2 separate regions of the Mus musculus genome follow, and region 2 is linked to region 1. The links are chromatin contacts, called in public promoter capture Hi-C maps. All regions are on one chromosome and are shown on one strand. Each heading gives the region's core, a stretch centred on a gene start, on an enhancer-like site or on the middle of the called end of the contact. The rest is flanking DNA. Distances are from core to core; before and after follow the strand shown. Region 1 holds the start of Wdr70 (WD repeat domain 70). Region 2 holds the start of Amacr (alpha-methylacyl-CoA racemase).

The links. Promoter capture Hi-C pulls out the DNA fragments that hold promoters and counts their contacts.
Region 2: a promoter capture Hi-C map of pre-B cells shows a contact between it and region 1, with 2.6 times the contacts expected there. The contact joins the promoter of Amacr here to the promoter of Wdr70 in region 1. A contact is called at or near these places in 3 of 39 promoter capture datasets (the C10 cell line, hippocampal neurons and pre-B cells), 1 of 484 Hi-C or Micro-C datasets (CD4 T cells) and 1 of 115 datasets of contacts at active chromatin or transcription factors (astrocytes).

The regions. Positions count from the first base shown.
Region 1 is chr15:8,096,871-8,101,007 of GRCm38.p6, reverse strand. Wdr70 (WD repeat domain 70) reads left to right here and starts at 1,799. Exons shown (of 18, transcript NM_001081402.1): 1 at 1,799-1,889; 2 at 1,987-2,052. The coding sequence starts at 1,865.
Region 2 is chr15:10,979,808-10,984,009 of GRCm38.p6, reverse strand. Amacr (alpha-methylacyl-CoA racemase) reads right to left here and starts at 2,254. Exons shown (of 5, transcript NM_008537.4): 1 at 1,957-2,254; 2 at 517-660. The coding sequence starts at 2,200. Gm34315 (a long non-coding RNA gene) reads left to right here and starts at 2,377. Exons shown (of 3, transcript XR_383838.4): 1 at 2,377-2,458. C1qtnf3 (C1q and tumor necrosis factor related protein 3) reads right to left here. Exons shown (of 6, transcript NM_030888.4): 6 at 3,848-4,202.

The DNA of each region.
Region 1 (4,137 bases), core at 550-3,049:
AGCTGCATTGTTGTCATCATTGATTGATAGCAGAGTGTCTTTTTAAAATGATGTTTATGGTGATAAATACCAATTCTAATGGGGTGATGGAATAGCTATTTTTTTTTCATTTTCTCTAGTGCTTTTCAGTTTAAAGTTTAATATATCATGAATCTCAAAATTTCTTCTCCTTGACAATTGAGGAGCTGAAACTATTACTTATGAGCTTAAAGGTTATGGATACATAATATCATTCATAAAGTTCTACTCCAGTATCTAATGGCTGCTTATTTATGCTCAGAAAAGAAATATTAGCACCAATAATAACATATTTGAGAGTAGGCAAAATAAATTAGCCTTACTGGTTGAAGTTCAGGGTAATTTGTCACTAGTAATCTCTTGAGGCAAACCCAAACTTCCTTGCTACAAATTATATACATCTTGTGCATAGGAAAAGTAACTTGCCTTCACAACCATTTCTTCTTATTAATTCATTTAATAACCACTCAAGAGTGCCTGCCCAGCCATTATATTATGAAGACAGACTAGGGTATCACATGGTAGGTGGGCCTTATTTAGTTGGAGGCCTACAAAGTTCTACAGATGCTTTCAAAAGCAGGAGAGATTTAATTTGATAGTTGGAGATGAGCTGGTTGGATCAATGACTTGGTGAAGAGTTAAAGCATTCAGGACTATGTGTTCTGAGGCCGCTCCCTGCACTAAATGGGAATGTTGAAAATGACAAGATTGGAATAGAAAGGTTTTGGAAGTCAGGCTAACCTTTTATTAAATTTGTATTTTTTTGTGGTGGAGATCCAATACAGACCCTTAGCCTTGTCTATGCTAAGCAACCACAGATCTACAGCTTCTTTGTACTAATAAATTTTTCTTTTACTCTAAGGACAATGGAAGCATTAGATAATCATTATCAATGAACCATAGACAGAGACAGGAGTCTAATATTGGGGCTCAGGAGTAATTTTATCAAAGAATTTTCATTCTTGAGTGGACTACAAGGCTCAGTAGGAAATTGTCTTTTCTGCTAAGCTTGTGACTTGAGGTCCACCCCCAGAACCACATAGTAGAAGAATAGGTCTGCAGGTTGCACAGTAAGGCATGTTTATACCACGTCCACAATCATTGAGTGCATGTGAAAATGAAGTATTTTCACTTGGCTTGGTAGCACACATCTTTAAAAGCTTGGGAGGCAGAGGAATCTAGATGGGTCTCTGAGTTCTGGGCCAGGCATGGATTACAAAATGAGAGACTCTGACAAAAGAAAAATTCAACCAAGTATTTGTTTTAGACTTTAAAAGTATATTAAATGATGTGTCATTAAGAATAGGAACAGAGTTGTAAAGAAACTAAAATAAATTGGAAACACAGTAGTTATGTAACATGTAACATTTGGAACCCTTAGTAAACAAGGCTAGCCTAGAGAGTGGAGACTGAGGGCAAGCGCTTTAAACATTCCTAACAACTCTTCAGTTTTCTGGCATCTTTATAACTAGATAGTGGTTTCTTCAAGCATACTGAGAAGATGGGCAGCAGTGGAAGTTTCATCATGTACGTCAAGTACATTACGAATATAGATAAAAGTAGCATGCAAATAACAAGATTCTGTTGATTTCCTTAGAAACGTGCCAGGACTTTGCTTGAGAACGCATCTGAAACCACCGAAAGGTTTTAGGGAACTCCCAAACTAGACCTCCTCGTGGCTTGTCAGCGCATTCCCTCCGCACCGCTAGGGGGCGAGAGTCCGAAAGCCTGCCTACCCACGCAGCCGGGCCGCTCTTGGCGACGCGGTCTCGGTGACGACACTTCCGTCGGGCTTGCCGGGAGTCGCGCGCTGCTGCATCCACGGAGGCGGTGGGCTCGGGCAGTCATGGAGCACTCGGGAACCAGCGAAGGTGGGTGTGGGTTAGGCGGGCCAGCCGGGGTGGAGGGCCGTGCTGGGCACTGGAGCGCCGGGCTGACGGCCGGTCTGTCCTTTGTTTCTTGCTCCAGTGACAGGCGCAGACACGGCGGGACCCGACCCTCAGCTGGCGGTCACCATGGGCTTCACAGGATTCGGTGAGTGACTGCCCGGGGCAGAGCCCAGCCCGACTTCGCCCGGGGCTTGCGAGTAAAGGGTAGGAGAGCTGCCACTTTTGACCGGCGCCTTCCGCCGTGCCAAATCCGAATCGGTCCCATTTAAACTGTTGAGACCAGTTCAGGTGACAGTTGGAAACCTTGACGGAAAGGGATTACTATGGTGACCCAGTCTGAGAAAGACATTTAGTGGCGACCATTAAATAACATTTTGGTGGATATAGCGTTTCTTCCTCTTCAGTCTTAATGTATACCCTGGTCTTGTCACATTATTAGGTGATTTAAAAGAAAAAACAGTCTCAAAAGACATAATCATCTGTTAATAGTATCAGTGCTAGAAAAATCAAATGGAAATTGACCTGTAATTTGTTTTGGGAACAAATGTCTCTCTGATGTACCTAGTTCTCATTCATTCATTGTTTCATTTATTCATCTACTTAGCTTCTTCTAGGTAATTAGTCGATAAAAGGGTAGTTACAGTATTTACTTTTTTTCTTTCTTTTCTCCCTTCTTTTCTTCTTTTTCCTTCCCTCTTCCACCTCCTCTTTTCCTCTTCTTCCTATTCATTCTCCTCTTTTGTTTGTTTGTTTGTTTTTTGTTTTTTTCTAGACAGGTTTTGTGTGTGTGTGTGTGTGTGTGTGTGTGTTTGTGTAACAGTCCTGGCTGTCCTGGATATCACCCTGTAGACCAGGCTGGCATCGAACCCGTAAAGATCTGCTTGCTTCGGTCTCCCGGTTGCCTGGATTAAAGGCTTGAGCTACCACCACCCGGTGGATTTATTTTTTTAAAAGATAAATGTATATATAGTTATATTTCTGAGCGGTTGTTTTGCCTCTATGTCTGTGCACCATTTGCCTGCAGTACCTATGGGGGCCAGAAGAGGTCACTGGGTCCCATGGAACTAGAGTTACAGATGGTTGTGAGCCACCTTGTGGGCCCTGGGAACTAAACATGTCCTTTGCAAGAGCAACAAGTGTTCTTAACTTGTGAATCATCTCTCCAACTCCTGTTTTTGACTTCAGAAAATTAGGAGAATCACGAAGAAAAGGAAGTCAAATCTGTTTTTTTTTTTTTTTAGATCTCCTGGTGCATATTAAAATTTAATATCATATTTATGAGTAAACATTGCTTTTTAAGACAGTATTTTGCGATTTTCATGTATTATATTCTTCCAAAACATGATTTTTTTTTTGAGACAGGGTTTCTCTGTATAGCCCTGGCCGTCTTGGAACTCACTTTGTAGACTAGGCTGGCCTCGAACTCAGAAATCCTCCTGTCTCTGCCTCCCAAGTGCTGGGATTAAAGGCATGCGCCACCATGCCCGGCCTCCAAAACATGATTTAATTTTTGGTAGTAGGAGGACTCAACAGGGCTTCCTGCATGCTAACTACCTGTCCCATTACTAAGCTGCACTGTTAGAACTTGATTTATTTTAGTGTCCAGAGATCTTGTATCACTTAAATTTTATTTTTTGTTTGTTGAGAGAGTTATTAAAAACTTTAATAACTTGATACAAGAATCTAATTGAGTGGCTGAGGCAGGTTTCAAGTTTGAAGCTAGCCTGGACTATGTAGTTAGACTGTCTTTACTTATTTTTTGTTATTTATTTTTATTTCTTAGTTAAAACAGGACCTGACACAGCTCAGGCTTGCCTTAGACTTTGTATGTAAGCTGAGGATGACCGTGTGCTTCTGACCCTTTTTCCTCTTAGCTCCTTGGTTCTGGGATTTTACCGTGTAGTATGCACCTGGTTAGATACTGTCTTTTTGTTGCTATTTAGAAAAAAACTAAAAAATTGGAAAACAAACAAAAACCCATGGATACCTTATTCAAGAGTAGGAGGGATGGATAGTCTGTGATTATGTTAGTAGGTGGAATTTTTTTCTTTTTTTTAGCTCTCATGTATATTTATCATAGCTCATTAATAGACCAATTAAAAGATAACCTTATTTGTTTGTTTGTTTTGTTTTGCTTGAGACAGGGTTTCTCTGTGTAGCCCTGGCTGTCCTGGAAGTGCTCTGTAGACCAGGCTGGCCTGGAACTCAAGTGCTCTGGGATCAAAGTGTG
Region 2 (4,202 bases), core at 1,005-3,504, 2.9 Mb before region 1:
GAGTGACCAGCCATCATATTACCTTGCCTCTCACTCCTAGTCGGGGCTTCCTTAAAACTGACTTCCCAATTGTAGGAAACCAGTGCTACTACTGATTATTAGCCCTCAAATGGGTTAGGGTGGGGACAGAGCTTAAGGACAGCAGTTCTAGCAAATCAACCCGTTTTAACAACCACGTTCTCTCTGCCAGATGCATTAACATCTTCACATTTTTAAATTCGTGTTAATCAAGGCTGGGGCTAGAAAGAGAGCTCAGTGGTTGAGAATATGTACTGTTCTTCCAGAGGACCCAAGTTCGATTCCCAGCACCCACCTAGAAGGGTTTGCAACCTACCATGGTCCTGCTCCAGGTGATCCAGGACCCTCTCACCAGCATACATACTCACATGCATATAACCACATACACACATAATGAAAAATAATTAAATGTTTAAAAAACCCTTGTTAAGCAATGTAACTGTACTTCCTGATTTTGGAGCCAGTTCAAATTATTTTAGAAAAGCCTTTCAAACCTACCTGATAAAGCCAAATAGTTGATGTCATGGCCAGCTACTTTGGAGAAAATTCCCGATTGGCCAAATCCGCTCAGCCTGGCATAGATGAGCTTTGGATTGTCCTGCAGTAGAGTCTCTGGCCCAAGCTGGAGTTTCTCCATGACACCTTTAGAGGAAAGCAATCAATTGTTTTGTGGTTGTTGTTTTTGTTTGCTCCTGGGACAAGGACTGAGGTGCATATATCACATATCAAAATAGACCTGGCTCCAGGTCCTCCTCGCAGCACCCCTCAGTTCCTTCCTGGCATATGCTCCAGCCCCCAACCCTGAACTTTCCATCCCAGACCTGGGCTGCTCTTCCCCAAGAGGCTCTTCTCTATACAATCCAGACATTTTAAGCTCCCCATTCCTCCTCTTCCTCTTCCTCCCCCCCCCCCTATGACCTTTCTTTCTCTCTCCTTCCCTATCCTTCCTTTCCCCATGGACACTTCCCTGGTCCTTAGGGCCAGTGAACTGCTAGAGAGGAGCTTCCCAATAAACCTGCCTTTAATATAATCTAATCTGGCTTGAACTGGCTCGTTTCACACGCAGAAAAATAACCCTAACCTATCAGTTTTGTTTTTAAAGAGAGCACGAATCAAAGATGGGAATAATTCCTTTTACGGGGCAAACCAAAAACACACTCTTGCAAGTGATACTAACAGTGTTTGTTGTGATTTTGGTGAAAGTTGTCAGAATTAAGAGTCAACTGAAGAAACTAATCACACTGACCCACCCTCATCTTCAATTGGAGCATTTTTACATTGTGACATAATCTTAAATGTTACAGTACTGTCCTCAGATATGCTTGTGAGAACTAAAAGAGTTAAATATAAATATGCCTAGACACCCACTCCCGTCCCACTTATTGTCAAATTTACTGTCGTCCTGGTATCTACCAGGCAATATTAGTAAGGGGCTGGTTGGAATGGATTCTCTGAGCTAATACAGAAGGAATGCCTTCAGATTTGGTTCAGGGTTTGTGACAGTTGCAAATACCAATGTACAGTCGGATGGAGGTGCATGCCACCAAGCATGCAAGTGCTCAAAACTGATACTGTTAACAAATTGGTCGTTTGTCTACAGAGCACTAAAACAATGTTTTCATATGGCCCAAAGTAAATGAGGTGATCTTGAAGCTGGAACTTGGAAATACCAGCAATTAGAGAAAGGTTAACCATGGTCTGTGAATGGCTTTAGAGCATGGGTATATCACATATCAAAGGGTCAATGACTCTATTCCTATGTGAAGCTTTTCAGTCTATCTCTTGCACTAGATTCTCGTACGGTTCAATACCTCCAAATAATAAAGGCAAATCTGGGGGGGGGGGAATCAAGCAAATTAAAAGTCTTAAGAAGGAGTCAGAGAAGCTGGGAGAAATCGGGCAGGAGGGAATGTCATCTCGCAGCACCGCAGGGCTCACCGCAGCGGAAGGGCTCCAGCAACACGTCCGCGCGTGCGCACATGCGCCGCAACACCGTGACTCCCTGAGAGCGCTTCAGGTCCAGCGCTAGCGAGCGCTTGCCTCGGGCCAGAAAATTCTCGCCCGTGGAGCCCAGCCGGTTCACGCGCACCACCTCGGCGCCGAAGTCCGCCAGGACCATTCCGCAGAACGGCCCCGGGGCCAGGCCTGCCAGCTCCACAACCCTGACGCCACGCAGCACCATGGCCAGCCTTAGGGTGAGAGCGGAGCGGCTCGGCGCCCGAGCCACAGTTTATCTGCCCCGCCCCCTGCACCCCGCCTCGCCCCGCCCCGTCCGGGAAGGCTGCGCGCTTGCGCACTTCCTGCCCACCCTAGCATTGGATCAGTTGGTTTAGCTGCTCAACTTTGGTTTAGGTCATGAGTTGTGTCCTTGACCCCATGTTGTGCGAGTCCTCTTCGGACACTTTCATCGAGCCACCTGAATCGCTACCCTCACCCCCCAGTAAGTGATTAAAGGCACTCAACTCCTTAGATCAATGTAAGAAGGCAACCACTGGGTGTCTCCCTCGCCGCCCTGAAAACTAGTTGTCATCCTGCAACTGTTTGAAACCTCTCCTAGATGCCCATAGGGCCAGGGGTGTAGACCAGTTGCTAAATCCGTGCGCGGAGTCCAGCACCGCTTAAAACGCCGGTGTTGTGCACGCGGATAATCCCAGCATTTAGAAGAGTCTGGGATATCAGAATTATTCATCTCAGGTTAAATGGGAGAGTTTTAGAAGTCAGTTTGGTTTGTCAGCTGTCAGTTTTACGGACAGTTACAATTTTGAGTTAGAAACTTTTTTCAGCCTTTAAAATGCAACAAAATAATCACAAATATTCCATCCTCATTTACAGGTCCTTTTTCCCTTAGTAATGGGGGGAGCTTGCAGGTAGCCAGATGCAGCTCTAGGAAACTGAATAGAGCCAGACTTGAATGCTAGAAATCTCCCATACCCATTCTTAACAAGTGAGGAAGATAATAAAAGCAAAGGCGAAATGCTACATAGTTGTAGCCAAAACACTTTTAACCAGCTACTGAGTTTTAAGATATTTCAGGGAAAGGGGTCTGTGCTCTCTCAGAATGAGCAGCCTCGTGGTAAAGGCAGACAACTTCCACATGGTCCCTAATGCTCTCTGCTTGTCTGATGCTGTCTCAAGTGCCTACCCTTGCTCCAGCCTTGTTCTGTCCTATTATTTCCTTTGCATTTTGATAAACTGGAATGGAAAAATCTCATGGAAAGGTATGGCTGACTTCCACATGGAGACATTAACATTTTATCAGGGTTGCTGCCTTTCTATTTTTCTGAAAAAAAAAAAACAAACAAAAACAAAAAAACAGTGGTACAGATGTGGCTTGAATGACTTAAGCTTACATACAGGATCATGTACACATGAATCACAAGTCTTAGCCAGCATAATGTTTTACAAATCCTCCCAGAGTAGTGAGTTATCCAGAAGCCCCCCGCAAAGCAGACTGTGTGATAGGAGATCTCAACACTGCAGATCTTTTCTCTGGCCAAAATTCTCTTCTAAAAGCTAATCAGGGGAACAATCATATGAATTATGCATAGGCAATTGTGTCCAGATATTTTTAAAATGAGGGATATTCATGGTGCATTATTTGTAATAAAGCCTGGAATTTTTGGCATGTGGCACACAACTGTTATCCCAGCCCTTGGAGGGTGGAAGAAGAGCCATCAGGAATCCCAGGTCATCCTTGGCTATACAGCAATTTCAAAGCTAGCCTGGGCTACATGAGACCCTGTTCCAAATCAATAGCAACAACAACAATGACAACAACAATAACAAAATATATAGACGCAAACAAAAAACCTCCTAAAGCAAAAAGATTAAATAAGTAAGAAGCTTTAAATTTTTAAATTTTATTTTGTAATTGGTACGAGTTTTTTGCCTGCATGTGTGTCTGTGCAGTGTAGGCATGCCTGGTGCCTGCAGAGGCCAGAAGAGGGTGTTGTATCTGAGGGCAAGATGGCTGTAAGGTGACACGTGAACGCTGGGCAGCAAAAGTCAGTCCTCTGGGAAACAGCCAGTGTTCTTAACCGCAGAACCGCTTCTCCAGCCCCCAAATTATGTTACTATCTGTGTCAACTTATAGCAGGTAGCATAATGGTGTTTTGGTGGCAAATTTAATCCTTTTTCTTTATAGATTCTGGGATGGGGAAAGCTAGGCAAAAACCATCTAGCAC